4 separate regions of the Mus musculus genome follow, and regions 2, 3 and 4 are each linked to region 1. The links are chromatin contacts, called in public ChIA-PET and promoter capture Hi-C maps. All regions are on one chromosome and are shown on one strand. The core of a region is the stretch at or near the end of the contact, and the rest is flanking DNA. Distances in the headings are between cores, read along the strand shown. Region 1 holds the start of Tm9sf1 (transmembrane 9 superfamily member 1). Region 2 holds the start of Ngdn (neuroguidin, EIF4E binding protein). Region 3 holds the start of 1700123O20Rik (RIKEN cDNA 1700123O20 gene). Region 4 holds the start of Thtpa (thiamine triphosphatase).

The links. Promoter capture Hi-C pulls out the DNA fragments that hold promoters and counts their contacts. ChIA-PET counts read pairs in DNA pulled down with a chosen protein or histone mark.
Region 2: a contact with region 1 is called in an RNA polymerase II ChIA-PET map of memory CD8 T cells, with 8 read pairs. The contact joins the promoter of Ngdn here to the promoter of Tm9sf1 in region 1. A contact is called at or near these places in 7 of 39 promoter capture datasets (the C10 cell line, embryonic stem cells, hippocampal neurons and 2 more) and 2 of 115 datasets of contacts at active chromatin or transcription factors (forebrain and memory CD8 T cells).
Region 3: a contact with region 1 is called in an RNA polymerase II ChIA-PET map of memory CD8 T cells, with 7 read pairs. The contact joins the promoter of 1700123O20Rik here to the promoter of Tm9sf1 in region 1. A contact is called at or near these places in 1 of 39 promoter capture datasets (liver), 2 of 115 datasets of contacts at active chromatin or transcription factors (astrocytes and memory CD8 T cells) and 1 of 9 other capture datasets (adipose tissue).
Region 4: a contact with region 1 is called in a promoter capture Hi-C map of embryonic stem cells, with 4 times the contacts expected there. The contact joins the promoter of Thtpa here to the promoter of Tm9sf1 in region 1. A contact is called at or near these places in 16 of 39 promoter capture datasets (the 3T3-L1 cell line, 3T3-L1-derived adipocytes, the C10 cell line and 10 more), 2 of 484 Hi-C or Micro-C datasets (B cells and CD8 T cells), 8 of 115 datasets of contacts at active chromatin or transcription factors (the 230-238 cell line, the SCID.adh cell line, embryonic forebrain and 3 more) and 2 of 9 other capture datasets (adipose tissue and embryonic stem cells).

What each region holds. Positions count from the first base shown.
Region 1 is chr14:55,641,668-55,646,394 of GRCm38.p6, forward strand. Tm9sf1 (transmembrane 9 superfamily member 1) reads right to left here and starts at 1,704. Exons shown (of 5, transcript NM_001360063.1): 1 at 927-1,704. The coding sequence starts at 1,271. It also overlaps a transcript of Tssk4 not described here.
Region 2 is chr14:55,013,397-55,018,526 of GRCm38.p6, forward strand. It overlaps Ngdn (neuroguidin, EIF4E binding protein), which reads left to right and starts at 2,058. Exons shown (of 11, transcript NM_026890.2): 1 at 2,058-2,192; 2 at 2,773-2,832; 3 at 3,670-3,741. The coding sequence starts at 2,181.
Region 3 is chr14:54,684,798-54,689,661 of GRCm38.p6, forward strand. It overlaps 1700123O20Rik (RIKEN cDNA 1700123O20 gene), which reads left to right and starts at 1,374. Exons shown (of 2, transcript NM_021437.2): 1 at 1,374-2,323. It overlaps Acin1 (apoptotic chromatin condensation inducer 1), which reads right to left and starts at 2,134. Exons shown (of 19, transcript NM_023190.3): 1 at 1,672-2,134; 2 at 214-279. The coding sequence starts at 1,983.
Region 4 is chr14:55,093,110-55,097,895 of GRCm38.p6, forward strand. Thtpa (thiamine triphosphatase) reads left to right here and starts at 1,675. Exons shown (of 2, transcript NM_153083.5): 1 at 1,675-2,897; 2 at 4,271-4,786. The coding sequence starts at 2,351. The coding sequence ends at 4,398.

The DNA.
Region 1 (4,727 bases), core at 454-2,953:
ATTTTGGTTTGGCTAATTCTGTGTTGTAGGGAGATACTGATCTGTGCATGGCAGGGGTCAGCATCCTTGATCCTTACACACTACATACCAATAGTACCACTGAGCTGTGACAATCAAAATTATTTCCAAGATGGGCTACGGTGGTGCACGCCTTTAGTCCCAGGACTGGGGAGGCAGAGGCAGGTAGATCTCTTGTGAGTTCAAGGCCATCCTAGTCTACAGAGAGAGTTCCAGGACATCCAGGGCTGTTGTTACATAGAGAAAGCCTATCTTAGTTGATGGGTAGAGATCTGGTATAGAACAAACCTGTTATCCCAGCACTTAGAAGGTTACTATTGGGTTTGAGGCTAGCCTTGGCTACATAGTAAGACCTTATCTCAATGTTCAAAACAAGAACAAACCCCTAAACCAACCAAACCAAATGTCTTTATACACTGCCAAAGTACCTAGGTACAAAACTGTTTTCCATTGAGACTCACTGACTGATTCTGGTATATTAGCCCCAAAAAAGAACAAGGATCTCTTTGCTAGGATAAAGTCTCAGAAAAATAAATGGAGCAAAGTATAAAAAGACTGGAATTAAGAAGTTCCAAAATTTGCTAAAGGAAAAAAAAGAAAAGTAACAGGGAAGGCTAAAAAGTAAAAAAAAAAGTCATGGAAAAAAACAGAGGCATGTACGGAAGGAGAGAGACTTGCACAGGACTCTGGGACCTATTACTGACAGCGAAGAGCCTTAGGCTCTAAGCTCCCCGCTCTGCATCTCTGGATCCATGTTATCTTGAAAAGTCAGTTTGGAACATCTAAGCAAGTACACGGGGTTGTAGTTGGAGTCCAAACATAATTTCCATAAAGGTACCATAGATGCAAGGCACCCTTAGTCCCTAGCAAGGAGGGCTGAGTGATATGTACCGCGGAGAGCAGCTGACCTGTGCAGAACTGAGCTGCATGTGACACAGAATTCTCTTCTCCACATTCTCCCGAAAGCGGATCTCGTACAAAGATTCGGCCATTCGGTCCCCATCCAGAACTTCACCCAAACTAAGACTTTTGTGGCGGATCTTCTCAGGACAGCAGACTGGAAGCTGATAGTAGTGGTAAGTTTCCTGAGGGTTATGGTAGGGTCCCACTTTGTTGACATATAGAATGACAGGGTCGCCGGGCTTGTAGTGTGTGACACCTTCCACCCATGGCCCATGGCCTATGCCCAGCAACAGTATCAGGACTGGCAAACAATGGCAGCTCCAACTTCGAGGGTACCCTAGGACTGTCATCCTTAAGGCAGCAGAACCTGTTGGGGGAATCCCGTGGTTACAGAAACTAGGAATCAAATCATGATGACCCGGTTCTGGTCTCTCAAGTGCCCATTGGCTCCACCTCCTCCCTTCGGCCTCCCGATCCCCACACCACAGAACTTATCTATCCCAAAGACGGGGCCTGGCGTGCACTCAATAGTACTCCCAACCTAGGGTTCACGCCTCTAGGCCTCCCCAGCCCGGGGCTGCGCGTGCCAACCCGTTTCTATAGCAACGCCCGGCGGGCTCGCTGCTACGGAAGGGGCACTCGCCGCAGCTCCAGGGTCCTCACTGCGAGGTACCGGCTGGCCAAAGAGGCGCCAGTGGCCTCACGGGGCCCCGTAGCTGCCCTTGGGCTTCTGCCCCGGTCTTCCAGACAGCGGCGCCGGAGCGGTAGGCTTGCGGAGGACCTGACGACGGACCTCCTCCGGGTTGTCCGCCGCTGCGCCTGATTGCCGCGGCTGCTGCCACGTCGCCGGCGTCCGCCCTCGGCTCATTCGAATGCTCCTGGAAGAGCTCTGGTTCGCCCGCAATCCGGCCCGGCCACGGATTCCACGATGCTCGCTCCCCGAGCCACCGAGCGATGCCAGTGGTCGTCCCGGCGAGCAGCACCGCAGCCCGGACACGTCAGTCTTACCACTTCCGCCTTCGCCGACGGGGACCTCAGCTCCGGGAAGGCGGGAAGGCTCTTCTCCTGAGCCAAGAGCTCCGCGATGCTCGCCGGTGTGTCGCGGGCGGCTTCCCACGGGCTCTCGCGCGGCTGGGCTGTCCTCTCTAGGATGGAGAGAGACAGCTGGGGAGCGGGAGCGCGGCACCCGCCCCCGGCTGCTGAGGTCGGCCCGGACGCGGAAAGTTGTCCCTAACCTGGGCGGGGCGGGGCTTTGTGCCGCGTTCCCACGCCAGGGACCTGTAGCCTCCAACACCTTGGTAAAGGTGCCCCTCCGAGGCTTTCTGGAGGCACGGACCGGTTATTGTTGGCAACAGGCATGCGGGAGGTAGGTGAGGTGCACCTACAGTTTGCCATTTCACCCTGCAAGTTGTGCGGGTTGACAGCGCGTTTTTTTTTTAAGATTTATTTATTTATTATATGTAAGTACACTGTAGCTGTCCTCAGACACTTCAGAAGAGAGAGTCAGATCTCGTTATGAGATGGTTGTAAGCCACCATGTGGTTGCTGGGATTTGAACTCGGGACCTTTGGAAGAGCAGTCGGGTGCTCTTACCCACAGAGCCATCTCACCAGCCCGACAGCGCGGTTTTTGATCGGAAGTAGGTTTTTGTTTTGTTTTTTGAATGTGGAGTCCCTGCAGACCTCGAACCCGGGGTCTTTTGAGTCTCCGCCTTCAGAGTTTCAGAGCTTACAGGTACCATCTCACTTCCGTCATTTTGTTCCCAAGTTCGTCTGTGGGACGTTTGGACTTCTCCCTAACTTTGCAGGTTTCTTTGAACGCGTTACTTTTGTCTGGCTCAAGCTGTTGTGAAGGGGCTCTGCCCCTTTTGAACAGTGACTTTCACTTGGCAACATGGGAGCAAACGGAAGGAAGCTGACTTCAATTTTTCTATTCTGGCGGAAGCAAGTACTGAGAGAAATCACAAGCAGCCATTCTTTCCTCACTCCTACGACTGTTCTTTTCTGATCCACCCACTGTCCTGAAGCGGTTAGAGTCTAGGAAGCTAGGCTTGAGCCAGACACAGTGGCTTTTGTTTTGACCCCTTTGCCCTCCTCAAGACAGTCAGTCTTGCTGTGTTGCCTGACTGGCCTTGGAACTGCTGCCGAAGCAATAGCCCTGCCTCGGTTTCGCGAGTAGCTGGGACTGCAAGTGTGTGCAAGGCTTGCGGTACTGAGGCAGGCCTGACTGAGTTCTGTGGTTAGGAATAACTTAAGATGCTTTGGAGTTTTCTTTGGATGACCTACCCAGTGAAGCCAGAAATCAAAGCTTCTCTTAGCACCTCTCAAATCGCAAGCTCCCTTGATTTGTTTCCTGATTCTTTGTTTTCCATCATTTTCTTGATGTAGAGGCCCCATACTCTTTCATGTCAACCACCTTGCTAGCCTCTGAGCCACCTTCCTCTGGGACCATTTTTCAAACTACTGCTGGAAGGACTGTTAAACCGGCAGTACCTCAGGAAGAGAAGGGGCTGAGTATCGGGTTCTGGGGTTGGTTAATTGGAGGTTTTATTGAGACGGGTCTCGGCAGCCTCATCTGGCCTCAGACCTACAGCGATTCTCTTGCCTCAGCAAGGGGTCTCAGGGTGAGCCACTGTGCTACATTTGTTGTTTGTGTTTCTCTGTGTAGCCCTGGCTGTCCTGGAACTCACTCTGTAGACCAGGCTGGCCTCGAACTCAGAAATCCGCCTGCCTCTGCCTCCCGAGTGCTGGGATTAAAGGTGTGCGCCATCACCGCCCAGCTCTTGTTTTTATTTCTACCTTTTCATATCTATCTAGCTTTAAAACAATTGTGTATGTATGCCACAGATGTAGGGATGCCCAAGGAGGCCAGAAGAGGATGTTGGTTCCTCTGTAGCTTGAATTAGAGGGAGTTACATGTTGCTGAGTGTGGATGCTAGGAACTAAACCCAGGATCTTGGAAGAGCAAGCACAAAGATCTCTTAACTACTGATTTTTTTTTTGACAAGTTCTGATTTTTATGTATAACAAACTTGGACTGGAACAACGTAGAGTAGAAAATAGCTTAACACGAGGCCTTACAGAGCCATATCCTGATGCTACTCCAGGTATACTAACTTTCTGGAATACTCTGGGTTCACATAGAAATATTGGATGTTTCTCTCTCTCTCTTTCTCTTTCTCTCTCTCTCTCTCTCTCTCTCTCTCTCTCTCTCTCTCTCTCTCTCTCTCTGTCTTGAACAAATTGGTATACCTTCTATTTGTGATGAGAGATTATTACCAGTTTATTACCAAACCACCTATCCAGGCCTGGTTAATGCACATTGATGAGCAGTACTGGGGTGCATCTCCTTAACTGTGATGTACTCTGGGCAGTTCTTTAATCGTACCAGGTTGTAGAGCTGAATTCCAATAGACTTTGGGCCTGCGGTGCCAGCAGGGCCACATACTCAGTAGGTGGGACCTGACAAGTCAGTTATGGTGTCATCACTTATATTGGAAGATATTTAGTTTTGAGACCCTGTCTCAAAGCAAACAAAAACATCCCAGGTTGTGGTGATTCGAATGAAAGGCCCCACATTGTCTCAGGCATTCAAAGTTTTGGTTCCCACTTGGTGGCGGTGTTTCGGGAGGTTTAGGATGTGTGACCTTGTTTGAGAGTGGTACTGATGGTGCTGGAGCAGGCTCTGAGTCTGCTCAACTTCTGCTCGCAGTTCAGCACATGACCCTCTGGAACTACAGTGCCAATAAACTATTTTCTATAAGTTGCCTTGGTCCTGGTGTTTTATCACAGCGAAAACAGCACAGC
Region 2 (5,130 bases), core at 808-3,307, 630 kb before region 1:
ATACAAGGTGATTGGTATTTTTAATTTTTTCCCCTTCTTCATTTTTTTTTAACTTTATCTACTATGGATTTGTATGAGGGTGTCAGATCCCCTGGAACTGGAGTTACAGACAGTTGTGAGCTGCCATGGGTGCTGGGAACTGAACTGAGGACCTCTGGAAGAGCAACCAGTGCTCTTAACAGCTGAGCCATCTCGCCAAGGTTATTGGTATTTTAATGATAAAAAAAAAATAAGGCAGTACCAGCAGTTAAGAGCACTGACTGCTCTTCCAGATGCCCTGAGTTCAATTCCCAGCAACCACGTGGTGGCTCACAACCATCTGTAATGGGACCTGATGCCCTCTTCTGGTGTGTCTGAAGGCAGTGACAGCGTACTCAATACATAAAATAAATAAATCTTTTCTTTAAAAGGAAGTATTATTTATTTTCTCAGATATTGTAATCGTTTGTCTATAACACATATGACAAACTTCAAGTTCCAAAAAATAGTGTTAAAACAGAAGTTTCACAAGAAAATCCTAATAAATACATGAAAAGTGCTGACAAGATGGCTCCAGGTCAAGGCGCTTGCCCACTAGGCTGACCAACTGAGTTCTATTTCCAGGACTCACATAGTGGAAGGAGATCCAACTCCCATTTGATCTTCACAAGCGTGCCGCACACATATAATAAATAAACTTTTTTTTTTAAAAGACAGAAAAATACCAAAACTCTTGTAGGTTCTTACAGTGCTCTGCGCCTCCCAATGAACCTTAAACAGCAAATAAATATCACAGGCAAACCCTCTGTCCCATTTTATGTAGTTCCCAAATAGGTAGAAACTAGAATGTTTCACCCAGAATTCAAGATAGAAAAAGGATTACTCTTTTTTGCTTAAAAAAAAAAAACAAAAAACAAAAAACAAAAAAACAATCACTTTTATGTATGCCTATGTCTGTATATAGGGAAGTCAGAAGGAACTAAAATTCCCCTGGGGCTGGAGTTAAAGGTAGTTGTGAGCTGTCTTGTCTGGGTGCTGGGAATGGAACGTTGGTCATCTGCAAGAATAATATGTGCTCTTGGCCACTGACTGAGCCATCGCTCCAGCCCCGTTTTCATTTTGTTTATTGAGATGGGATCTCACAATGTAGACCAGACTGGCTTGAAACTCATGGAGCTCTGCTTGTCTCTTGACTAAAGAGATCTGGGATTAAAGGCCAAAGCTACACTTTGGATTTCCCGGCTCAGGTCTGCTCTTCTGTTGCGCGAGGAAACTCCGAGCCAGGAGGACCTTTCTAGCGCTGTATTGTGTAATGCAGACGGAGAGTGGGAGTTATAACTCCCACCTAATCCTCCAGCCCGTGAGAGGCGAGGGAGTGGGCGTGTTGGAAGATACTGAGAAAAGATGACGGGGACAAAGGAAATATGCACAGCCAGGGTTTTAACCACGTTCTGCGGTGGACGAGTGGAGCAGTGAGAAAGGCACGCAGGTTGAGCCGGTTCCTCGCCTGTCGATTTTTCCCTCGAGAGGAATGCAGGGCGCAATGCGGCCTTTGCGCAGAGTCCTAGGCGTGCACGGGGAGGGTTGGCCGGTGATGCGGCCGACGGTTTCTGAACCTTGGGTTCCCGCTCCTCCATCCCAACCATCCAAATTACGGATGAAAAGGGCTCCACTGTTGTTCAAGGACAGTCACAGAACCAGGAAAGGCGCACTTGGAAGTCCTGGGGCCAATGGCGGCCCAGCAACCCTGCCGCATCAGAGAACGGACGGAAGCCGCCACCCTGCGGTCTGTTTTGGCACTACACGGAAAACGCCGTGGAAAGACTGTCTCTGCGGCATCTGGGAGCCAATGAGCTCTCGGGCTGCATAACTAATTTCTTTTTTCTACTGGTTGCACTAGCTGTCAATCAATAATCTGCACAATATTTATTGGAATTAGCATCCATCATTCTCTGTAAATCACGAATCACATGCTTCTGTCCCCGCCCACCTTTACGCCTTAAGAACGCCTCTGCGTTTGACACATTCAGGGAGTTTCTTTATTTCATTGGCTAGGTGAGGTCCCGCCTCTCCGATTAGCGGAAATGAAAGATCTCTTACTTCCATTGGCTGAAATTTGCAAACTGTGATTGTCTATCAAAACTATGAACTCACGCTAGCTCCTAGGAAGTTCGGGCCCGGAAAGGGTGGGCTTTGCGAAGATGGCGGCTCCGGTGAGTTCTGTCTCCTTGCTTCTTCCCGGAAAGGAAGGAATCTGTGAAAGTTTCCTTTCGCCTCCACGGATCGAGGCAAACCGTTGGCACCATGGATGATGAGAGTGATGAGAGTTGTCTCAGGGATGCGCTCACTCTGACACAGCGGTATCGTATGTCAGATGAGAGGGAGGGTCAGACGCTGCAGGTTGGCTGGTTCCGGACAGGAGGCTAACCCCAAATTACTCTTCAGAATGAGCTTTGTAGGGAGAGTCTCGTGACCATGGCGGGCGGTGACCCGGCCTTAAGGTGGGACAATGTTCCGAGCAGAGCTAGCGTCACATGTACAATGTGGCTGGGGCAAAGGCAGCCGTAAAGTTTGGCGATGAAATCTCCGGTCTTTTCCAGTAAATTGGGGGGGGTGTGGTGGGAGGAGACTGGCTGTGTGCCGAGGCTGCCTGCCCCTGTGCGGGGGGAAAACGACCCAAAAGTCGCGACTGTTTTGAAGGAAAGGAGGGAGTTTGATAGGCAGTACGTTCTGCAATCATCATCGCCTAAAGTAAGAAATTGATCACCTTTAACTGTCCCCTCCTATCTGTAGGAGGTGCTGGAGTCAGACGTGTCAAGTTCGATAACACTTTTGAAAAACCTCCAGGAGCAGGTGAGTATGTATGTCTTTTAGAATAAATCAGTCAGGGATTAACTTTGACTTCATAAGTCTCATCCACACACTTTGATGATTCGAATACTACAAAATTATCTTAGGTGTAAAATAAAAGCCTTATATGCGCTTCATGAAAGTTCAAAATAATTCATTCAGCTCCCAAAGAAATACAGAAAGCTGTTTTTCCCCCATTCACTTACTTATTTATTTATTTTATTTAGTCACTTTACATTCCGATTGCAGCCACCCCCCAGAAAACTTTTTTTAAGTTATACCCAAACTCCTTTATTTAAATAATAACTAAGAAAACAGATGTTGACAATCTGTCAAAATAGTGGCTATAAGTGCCACTTAATATGCATTTACATAGTAAGTTCTAGTGGTACAGATAAAATTACACTCCTTGGCCTGTTTATGGTGCACACCTTTAAACCCAGCACTTAGGAGGCAGAGGCAGGTGGATCTCTGTGAGTTCAAGGTCAGCTTGGAGTGTATAGTGAGTTCCAGAACAACCTGGGCTTCATAGACAAACCCTATCTCAAAAAACAAAAACAACCCCACAAACAACAAAAGTCACAGCCCTCATCGCCACTGTCGGGCTCCTCACCCCCTTCACTTGGTTTCTTAATGACCCCCTCCCTCATCTTTAGACAGCACCATGACGATGTTTTCTCTGCCTCTTGGAGAACTGTTGGAAACGCTCAGTTCAGTGGTGTTCAGCAACAGCGTTTCAGATCATTTTTTAGGCGGCATTATCTAGTATTTATCCTTCACTGTTCATAGACATTACTTGTGGTCGGGTGAGCTATTCGGGTTTAACTTGGCTAATTTCAGGTGATGGCTGTCACTGCACAAATCCAAGCACTGACGACAAAAGTTCGAGCTGGAACGTATTCTACAGAGAAGGTAAGGGCTCCTGCACAGGCTGGAGGGCCAGCTCCGTGGTTACGTCACCCGTCCAGGTGACGTAACCACTTGGATCCCAGCACTCGTGTCTACATGACCCACAATTCTAGCTCGGGCATCCCATACACATGTGCCGTGTGAATGTACATACACATAAATAACTGTAAATCTTAAGGGGGGGGTACTTGAAGAGGGAGGACCTCCTCATATGATGTGCTTGCTGGTTTGGTTTGGTTTTTACTGTAGGTTTGTTATGTGGTGTATGTCCTAAGAGTTAGAGCTTCATCTAAAAGGGGTAATGTGTGGGTTCTGTACAGGAGTCTGGCAAGAATTGCAGACCAGAAGACTAGATAGGAGTAGTGGCAGTCATTTTACAGAAGTCAGGAGGAGTGATATGCCAGCCAAGCAGAGTCAAAAAAAAGGTACCTCAGAGAAAGCAGTGGGGTTTGAGAGTAGCTATGTGCCTGAGATACTCACCATTGAATGCTGTGGGGGAGTAGGTGGTTTTGTGGATGTTGTGGTGTGTGTGTGTGTGTGTGTGTGTGTGTGTGTGTGTGTGTGTGTGGTGTGGTGTGTGGGTAAGACGTAAGAATGGAGTCGTCACTTTGAGCAGCCATGTAGGACAGCCGAGGAGTTGCTCTTTTGTTTCTTACAGTCTTAGATGATGTCAGTTTGGACCGTGGTGACGACTTTATATACAGAAGTCCCCAGCTTCGTTTCCTGTCACTTCAGTTACCTGAGATTAACATCAGTCTGAAAATACTGAATGTAAAGTTTCAGTTACACCTCCTAAGTTTAAAATAATTTATTTTAGAATATAATTGAGGTATTTGATATTGCTAGTTGTTGTCAATCTCTTACACTTGGTTGTAAATGAAGGTTTATTATTTGCATAAATGATTGGGAAGAACAGTGTATATAGGATTCAGTGCTCTGCCATTGCAAACATTCATTGGCACTTTTGGAATGCATCACTTGCGGATAAAAATGCCACTAATCTGTGATGAGAACCCATTGACTGAAAGATGCATCCGAATTTGAGACACCACACTGTGAAGATGATGTATCTGAAAATGAGATGTGGGAGCTTCCGCTCTTCCTTGGACCTTTTTTCCCTCCTCGTTCTGGTTTGCTTGTTTGTTTGTTTAGACATGAGCCTGCTATGAAACATGGATTAGCTTTGAACTTGTGACCTTACTTCTCCACCTTTCAAGTGCTGGATTTTAGATTCTCTGATGTGCAGTGAAATAGGCTAGCTTTCAAATTAAAATTTAAAGAAAAAAATCAAAAATTTATAGAACTTCTTTGGGGATTATTAGTGTCAGTAGATGCCAACCCTTGCCTGCTTTACTGGCGTGAACTGGAAAGCTCTGCTGGGCCTTTGAAACA
Region 3 (4,864 bases), core at 124-2,623, 960 kb before region 1:
CCCTTTGGGAGGCAAATCACCCATACACATAAAATAAAAATAAACCTTAAAAAAAAAAAAAAGACATCAACTGTCTAGTGTGAGATCACTTGCAATAAAAATAGTTTAAGAAAATACTGCTTCTGATGACAAGGAAAACAACACCATGTCTTCCCATTTACTTACTATAGTCTCCAAATAGCCCATTCTATCTAAACAAACCTTTTCTCTTACCTGTGAATTTGGCTGGAATGCAGCATGGGGTGTTGAGTGTTTTTGTAAATTTTCTAGCATTAGAGCCTGGTATAAAGAAGAGCAAAAATCAGAAACCGGGAGGGGGAACAAAAACGCAATCCAGGTCTCTACCTCTCCCACAGCCTTCTCATTCAATTACTTAAATATACATTTATACTATATTCCTTTCACCGAGACTAAAAGCCCTTTATTAATACTGTTCTCATTCATCTTCATAAGTCTCTTAAAGGTAGCCATGGTTACTGCTCCCAAATGTAAAACACAGGCACACAAAGAATCAGTGACCTGGCTATGTCACAAAAATCAGCAAAAATGACAGAATCGGAACTAGAATCTCTATTATTGTCTGCAATTTTGACTAGGAGCCACTTCTAAATCCGGTAATACAGGCAAAAAAAAAATTCCAAGTACTCAGAACAAGTTTCAAATCACATAAAACCAACAAGAGGCTAATTTGGATTTGACTATTATTTGATTAGTTTTTCAGAACTACAACTACTTAACTGAACTTGCACAACTTCCAGCAGTGTAACACCCGGACAAATAAAATGTATTAAAAATTTCACAGGGAAACTAACCACAGACCTTGTAACCAGTGGTCTGACCTAATCCACACCCACCCACAAACTGTCAGCTTCGGGATAAGCAACGGTCTGTCAACTCAAACCCTGAACTGACCCAGAGTCCCCATCAGTATTACGAGTCACGTATGCTAATGAACTCTAATAACACTAGTTCAGCTCACCTTCTTTCCCTCCATTTACACCAAAGCGATACACAGTATGTGTACCTCCCGACAAGCTCACCCTCACTACTCAAACCGACACAAAATCCCCAGCCTAAAGTAATCTGTCTCACCTCTCGTACCAATAGCCACCAAATACTTATCCAGACTGCTGCTCGATTCCCTATAAATTAGACAGCCGTCTCTGACCAAGTCTTTCTATCAAGGTTTCCTTTCACTTAATCTAGTCGAGCGGACATTTTTTACCCTATCACAAATGTCCTATTGCAGACATAGACAGCAACCCCATCCGCCCAACTGTATCCCTAACTCGGACCCAGCCCTGCTCGCCCCCTTAAGGCCAGCCACACCGGTGGTTGTAGAGGGATTTAACTCCTTCTGCAGCGCATGCGCCGACAACACAGACACAAACAAGGAGGGGGTGGGGGAAGAAGGAAGGAGCTTAAGACACTCCGGGAGAGTAGCGCGCACCCTCCCATTTTGGGCTCGCGCCGCTGCCGTTAAGGCGGGAACCGGCGTTATCTCTATCCCAGCGCCAGCCACACCAACCACCGTGCGCGTGGATCTGCAGGCTCGCGCTGGCGGCCTGAGAGAGCTCGCGCCGAGCCCGGACACTGCGCCTGCGCCGCGGCGGAGACTCGTCTCTACCGGGTCCGCTCCCCTCCGACACCTCGGCAACGCTGACTTCTCACCCCTTTGAGCCGCTTGACCAGGGCACTCTTCTGCCCGCTCTTGGCTAGGCCTCGCTGCTCCAGTGCGGCCTTCAGGTCGGTCACCCGCAGAGCCTGAAGAGGCTTCCCGTCCAGAGTCACCTCCTCCAGCTCCGCCATCTTGCGTGAGGTACTCGGGTCCGTCCCGACGGCTTCGGGCATCTTCGGTAATTTCCGCCAACGCCCTTCGAACGGACCGGATTGGCCCCGCCCACTGCCATAGTCTACCCCTCTATTACCGCTCAGAATTCCCCGGGTTTCTCCGGAGCTGTTCGGTCGTTTCCGTCCCCACATCGGTACCAATCGGCTTTTTCCATCTACCTAGCGGCTGGCCCCTCCCATCTGGCTTTCAGGCTCGTTTGTTTTCGGCTTGCCGGGGCTTTGAATCGAATCTCTTCGGAAGCCCTCGAATCTGGCATACCCATAATCGGAGATATTCGGCTATCTCCGGACCTGGGGGCCGGGGCGCTGGGGCACTTGGGTATTTGGGGCTGGTTCCGGACCGGAAGTGCGTGGGTTACTGGGGGCTGGCTCTGCTTCGGGTTTTCAGGAAACATGGAAGAGGCTCGGAGAGTTGGAGCAGGAGCTGAAGGACTCTTGTGATCTCTGGGCGTCTTCCAAGGGGAAAAGGAAGGTAAGAGGAAAAGAAGTCTCTCCTAGGCCAGATGAGACTTGGTGTCTGCAGGTTTTTGGGGACCCCTCCTGCTTCCATCTTCTATATCCCGGCCATTCTGTGTAAGAAATACTTTGTCCTGTGGGGCTAAGGAATGAGAGACCTGCGGCTTCCTACGTGGGAAAAAGAAAAATCAGGTCTTTTGAGTTTATTAATGACAATAACCATGGAAGCCATGTAGCAAGACCCTGGGTTAAAAATTACCTTTCTCTGAAAAAGAGAAGTTTTAGGAGAAACTTCTCCCTGTAGAGCCACTTTGAAACTGGCAGTCACCCTGAACCGGGACTTAGAACTTACGTTTAGGGATTCTATTCTTTGTCGATACAAATCTTCCAACTTGAAGAGGTAGGAACAGCAGTAGTAATTACGGTCATAGAGAGGTGAAGGTTTTCGTTGTTGGAGAAACAAACTGTAGGACGGAAACATTTTGGAATAAGTTGGCTTACATTTGCACACATAATGCAAAGTCAGTGGCACTTGCAGGTATAAACCATTAAGGAAAACTGTTCAGAGATGTGCATCAATAGCACACTTTTTAGGCCAAGTCAAGAAAGCAAAGGCATTTTTTTTTTCAGAACCTGAAAAAAGTTAGTGTGGCTTCTGATTTTCTGCTACCTTATTTGAGACAAGACTTAGCCTGCTCTAAAGTTTACTGGTGTGGTACAGAATTTAATAAGGGGGTCATAGAACATAAATTTTTTAAAACAGATTTCAGAGACTGTGTACGCATTGCACAGAGGGTTCTTGCATCATGTCTCTCCAACACACACACACTTGTGTAACTGTGGAACAAACTGTTAGGGCCAGTTGCTTGTACCAAAGTTTAAAAAGCTGCACACTTTAATTTTAGAGAGAGAGCAAGCAAGATGTGTTTTCTGTGTGGGTTTTGATCATTTCTTTCTTTACTACCCAGGTTGCCTCAGCTGCTTGCCTTTCCTTATTATGTGTTTGGTTCTTTTCAAGACAGGGTTTCTCTGTGTAGCCCTAGCTGTGTTAGAACTCATTCTGTAGACCAGGCTGGCTATGAACTAGAGATTGCTTGTGAGTGCCTCCCAAGTGCTGGGATTAAGGGCTTCCCCACCATCTGGCTTGTTTTTATTATTTTGTGTATATGTGTGTCTGTCTATGGGTATGTGCCTGTCTCACAGAGTTCAAAGTTCAGATCAGGAGCTGAAGCTACAGGTGGTTTCAGGTCACTTGATGCACGGGTTCTGGAGAGTAGAAAGTGAATCGCTAGCATCACAGAAGTGCTGTGGTGACACTTCACAGTTCAGACTGACTATAAAATCAGAAGGGATGTGGGGAGAGAGACTATAGGTAGGTGGCATGCCTGCAGTCTGTAACACCAACAACACTTCAAGGCTGAGGCAGGAGAATCTTGAATTTGAGGCCTGCGAGATTTTTCTCTAAGACTCGAGGTAACTGAAAATAATTACTCTTCTCTTGGTACAGGAACCTCTGCCCCCAAATCATTCAAACCAAGACGTTCAGGTGTCTGTCACCTATGAAATTGCCAAGGCCATCAAGGCTGTGTGTACTTAGAAAGCCATCCAGCATCTAAAAGGTGTCCCTTTAAAGAAGCAGTGTGTGATTTGTAGGTAGTATAGCAGTAGAGTTGTTAAGTGTGCCAACAATAAGCAGTAGGTCTAGACATATGACTGGTGGAAGAGTGTTGGATTTTTGCTATCCATGCTTGAAAATGCTGAACTTCCAGGTTGTGCTATAGATTCTGTGGTCACTGACAATAGCCAGAGCAAAACACCCAAAATAGGGTCAGACAAACTCACGTGAGCTTGTCTGCCACATTGAAATGTTCCTCACGGAAAAGGAGCTGTTCCTAAGCCAGAAGAGGAGGCGACAAAGAAGAAAAGACATCCTAGAAGAGACTGTTGGAAAAAACTTCCAGCATGTGAATAAATTTAGCTTCAAATAAAAGCAAATAAAAGTTAATGTGCTAGAACAAAGGCCACCAGGAACAGTGGTCAGGTAGAGTCTTTGTTTTGTTTTGTTTTATTTTTTGTCTCAGGCTGGCCTGGAACAACAATGTAACTGAGACTGATCTTCTAACTCCTGATACTTCTGCCTCCAGCAGGTCTGCCATATGTGCCACCATGCCTGGTTTGCGTTCTTTGTTCTTATGTTGTTTTGAAATAGGGCCTCACTCTGTAGATTAGACTGGCCTGGAACTTACTTTGTTCCTATGTAGTCCAAGCTGGCTTCTCATTCTTGGCAGTCCCTCATCCCAGCTTTTACACGCTGGGATTATAGATCTGAGCCGCCACACCTGACTTAGGGCAGTGGTGTTGAAAAGGAAATAAGGCTGGCAGATACCAAGTGAAGTTATTCTTGGGTGACTTCCCTAAGGTAATTGTATAGAAATAAAAATAACAGATCTTCCGTGTGGGTGTGGTTAAATGCATTTGTAACCCCAATATTCAAGAAGCTGAAGCAGGAGGACCAAATTCCCAGCCAGCCTGGGGCTACACATACATAGTTAAGTCC
Region 4 (4,786 bases), core at 425-2,924, 550 kb before region 1:
CTTGGGAGGCAGAGGCAGGTGGGTCTCTGAGTTTGAGGCCAACCTGGTCTACAGAATGAGTTCTAGGACAACCAGAGCTACACAGAGAAACCCTGTCTTAGAAAAAAAAAAAAGATTGTAAAGCAGAGTATACAGGACTTTATTTTATATTTTATATTAGAGGAAAATAAGGTTTCCCAGCTCAAGATTGCATGGCCGATAAGTAATAGTCCCATGATGTAAACCCTCAGTGGTCTCCAGAGCCCAAGCTTGCTGCGTGGCATATTTTCTTATGAAACCAATATTTTGAGTTTCTACCATGTAACAGTAAATAAAGTTTGTAACTGGTTCTTCAATCCTCATATAACTGAAGCGGGAGAGGGTGGTTGTACCATGGCCAGGAGCAAGTGGGTCTACAAAAGAGGACGGACGGGTGAGGTTTGGGCTAATGAGAAGAGATGGGGTCTCGGACTTGTTCCCTCCCCACTCAGATCCTTGGCTTTACTTTTCAGTCTTGTTGAAGCACTGGTATTTTCTGTGTTCTATAAGATCCAACCCATAGACCAGAAGCAGGAGTTTGTTTAATGCCTTCCTAAGCTCAAAATGCCATGTCTGTAAGTGCCAAGTTCCCATGATGCTCCCTGCCTGTCTCACTCTTGGCCCAGGAGGGGCTGTAAGTCAGTCTGTAGCTCAGGCTCTCCGCAAGCTGTCACCTCTTGCCTCAGCTTCCCCGATGGTGGGAAACCAGCAGCAGCACAGCACTCTGCCTGTCTACTGCTCGTACTCCCAACAATGCCACCTCCGCGACTGTTGAACTGAGTCTGCCACTCACTCATGGCTTTTCAACCCGCCACTCAATTGCACTTCAAGCCATCGTCAGCTTAGATACTGGCTAGGTGCTGTAGCTAGTTTCTGGGCTTTTACCCAGGCGGTTATTCCCACCTAGGTCTCCAGAAATCCCACCATATTCATTCATTCATTCATTCATTCATTCATTCATTCTCTCTCATACACTCTCATGTACCAGTATTTTGTCTGTAGTACAGTACAGGAGGATGCCAGAAGAGGGCGTAAGAACCCCGCTGTAACTGGAGTTAAAGAGGTTGCCACCTGCGCTTTAAGTGCTGGGAAGGTAATCCCAGCTCTGTAAGCACAGCAAGTGTACTTAAGTGCTGAGCATCCATCACTCCAGCTGTCCCATTACATCTCTAATTCACATTCAAAACATCACTTCCTCCATTGACAGAAAGTTTCCCATTTATCCTCTCGAAAATCCCAGGATAGAGGTAAGGGCATGGCAGCTCACACAGGTAACCCAGCACTCACTCGAAGAGGAATGAGGAGTTCCAGGTCAAATTGGGTTACATGAGATCCTTGTGTCAAAACAACAAGAAGCAACAAAAGACAAAACAACTATAAAAAATATTCCAAGTGACCACTGAATTACTCCACTAACCATTACAACTCCCCACTTAGTGGGGAGCCATAGCTTGTGTTTTATCAGTCGCATTCACTGTCTACACTGGGAGGGGTTGGGAACTACTCTTCCCGTTCGCCACCCCCAAAAGCCTTCCTGTAGAGCTTGAGGTAGAGTCCCGCTTGCTGAAACTAATTCTGATTTCCTTAGTGATCGGTGGGCAGGAAAGGTGAGGTGGTCCTTTGGAAACTACATCTCCCATCATGCACCAGGCCCAGGATGCCAGGCTCACGCTAAGGCTCGAGATCTTGGCCGATTCCTGGGCTCCAGGAAAAATGCAGGATGAACAGCGGGCAAGAGGAAGCTCTCTCTTCTCTTGCCCACCGGGTTGGGTCGCACGTAACCTAACAGACCTCTCAGGCCTAGCTTGTCATCGGCACCGCCACACCGGTCTAATATGGCCGCTAGTGCTGGGACCGGTCTCGCGCGTAAAGAGCCTGGACTAAGGTCCGGAGCCGGAGACCGCTCCCGGCATTCCTCGCGGGTGTAGCGTGGGCACCCTTCCCCCACTTCCGGGTCCCGGGAGAAGGAGACCCTGGGGTCTTGAAGAGTGTCCCGAGGTACCGCTGTTTGGTGCTAGGCGAAGAATGGCAGATCATCCTGGGCAGTGAATCACTGGCCTTGGGTAGCAAGGTGTAGCGAGAAGATAGGTCATCAGCATTACGGCCTGTTTGCTAGGGAGCCTTTTGGGTTATCAGTAGTAGGATTTAACTGGAGACTTGTCACCATTGTTGCAGCCCGCAGAGACCTCCAAGTAGAGCCCTGTGAACCTGGAGCAGAGCTCTGGGACAGTGTATATGCATCTTAAATTGATCCAGGACTAGTCCGTCTTTGCTGACTAGTCCTCACCTTGAGCACTCAGTGAATACCTGGCAAACAGGGTTGCAGGTTAATATGGCCCAGGGCTTGATTGAAGTGGAGCGAAAGTTCGCTCCAGGGCCTGACACGGAGGAAAGGCTGCAGGAGTTGGGGGCCACCCTGGAGCACCGGGTCACCTTCCGAGACACATACTATGATACCTCTGAGTTAAGCCTTATGCTGTCTGACCACTGGCTGCGACAACGAGAAGGTAGTGGATGGGAGCTCAAATGTCCTGGAGTAACAGGTGTCTCAGGACCTCACAATGAGTATGTGGAAGTCACATCGGAAGCTGCGATTGTGGCCCAGCTCTTTGAACTGCTCGGGTCTGGGGAGCAGAAGCCTGCAGGTGTGGCTGCTGTCCTGGGCTCGCTGAAGCTGCAGGAGGTGGCTAGTTTTATTACTACGCGAAGCTCCTGGAAGCTGGCCTTATCTGGAGCCCATGGACAGGAGCCTCAGCTCACAATAGACTTGGATTCAGCGGACTTCGGCTATGCTGTGGGTGAGGTAGAGGCCATGGTGCACGAGAAGGCTGAAGTCCCGGCTGCCCTAGAGAAGATCATCACCGTCAGTAGCATGCTTGGTGAGGGAGACAGGTCTTTGTGTGCGCAGCATGGTGGGGGAGGGAGGCAGGCCCTTCTATGCTCAGGAACATGGTGGGTGAGGAAGACAGGCAGGCCCTTTGGGCTGTCCTTTTTTCTCACTTAACCTCACTGCAGGTCCTTACTGAGCCATAGAGGAGTGGAGGGAAATCATTTTTGTAAGGAAAATTGGTTTTTTGTTTTGTTTTGTTTTTTCGAGTCAGGGTTTCTCTGTGTAGCCCTGGCTGTCCTGGAACTCACTCTGTAGATCAGGCTGGCCTCGAACTCAGAAACCCGCCTGCCTCTGCTTCCCAAGTGCTGGGATTAAAGGCATGTGGCACCTTTTAATTATGTGCTTTTGTTTTTTGTTTTTTGTAGAGATTTTCTTGAAAATCTAATTTGTTTACACTTTGATAAGAATCCTTTCCAATTCTTTAGTAGCTAATTTGGATTTTATTCTTCCCGGTTCCCAATCTTCATCCTGGTTATCACTTAATTCTCCTAGTTCTATTTATTAGGTCTCTGCTTTGATCCTTCCCACAAACTTCTCTTTTCTCTTTCAACTTCCTACATGGTTATTATTCCCTTGGCTCTTTCTGTGGTCTTCTATGTAGCCCAGGAAAGGCCTTAAGCTTGTGGCATTACAGGTGTAGGTAGCCACACCTCGTTGTCCATGCTTTTGGCTGAGCATGACACTGGTATGGGGGGCGGGGGCAGTGGTGAACTCTTTGTCAGATGTTTCTGTTTCCATGCCTAGTTCTGAAATAGCTCATCTGCACACTTCTGAGATTGTGCACTGCACTGGGCCTGACAGCCCTGGAGGGCTGAGCCTCCTTGGAGACCACCCGTGGAGTTTCCCTGCTGTGGGTCAGCAGGCTGCTGTCCATTAGCGATGTGTGCATCAGGCCGTTAGAGTTGAGGTTCTGTGAACGCCACTCGCCACTCCACAGCCCCTGCTTTCCTCTGTTTCCCATAGCACTTGGTTATCTTCTGTACTCCGCTGCCTGTGCTCCATTACCAAGCTAATGAGCTTTGGCTTGCCTAGATGGGCTTGAATCTTGATTGGGAGAAAGCGGTAATAAATGAAGTGAGTTGGCTCCCCTGTCTCCGTGGCACAGGATGCTTCTCTACCATTTCTCATTGCTGGAGGAGAGGCGCTTGGGTGGCTTTCCAGCCACACAACCCGAGTGGGTTTTTGCAGGGAGGTTTTCACTTCTGCAGGGAATGGGTGGGTTGGAGAAACTGCCCTGATGGCCTCTGGATTTTTAGTACTGCCTTGCAGACTTTGGAGTCCTGGCTGGGTAGGCAGGGAACAGAACCGAAGCATGTCCGAGGGCTCCACCTGCTTCTTTCCTCATTGTCCTCTTGCCCGCAGGAGTGCCAGCACAGGAGGAGGCACCAGCCAAGCTCATGGTATACCTACAGCGCTTCAGGCCTCTGGACTATCAGCGCCTGCTAGAAGCAGCCAGTTCTGGTGAGGCCACAGGGGACTCAGCATCCTGACAACAGCGTTCACTTTCCAAAAGGGAAGGTAACTCTGAAGCCGCCATTCACATCCGGACCCACGGTGCTCCTTTCCCTTACAACGGAGCCACTTTCCCCTCCAGCTCTGCCTGGTCTTTCGCCCACTCTGAGCTATCCTTCCTGGAGCCCTCCCTGGCTGCTTCCCTCATCCGTCAGATGCAATCTGTGGGCCGCCCCTCTCCCCTGGCCGCTAAGCAGCCTCCATTGATTTCCGCTCGTGTTTATAGGATTTCCACTTAGCCGTGATCAGTAGTTAAGCACAGGAAAATCCCTTGCCACCCCCCCCTCCCTTGGTCGATGCCATTGATTCTGCCAGAGGCTCTGAAGCCGCCTTACAGCTGAGTTAGAGATGAGGGGAAACAGCGGG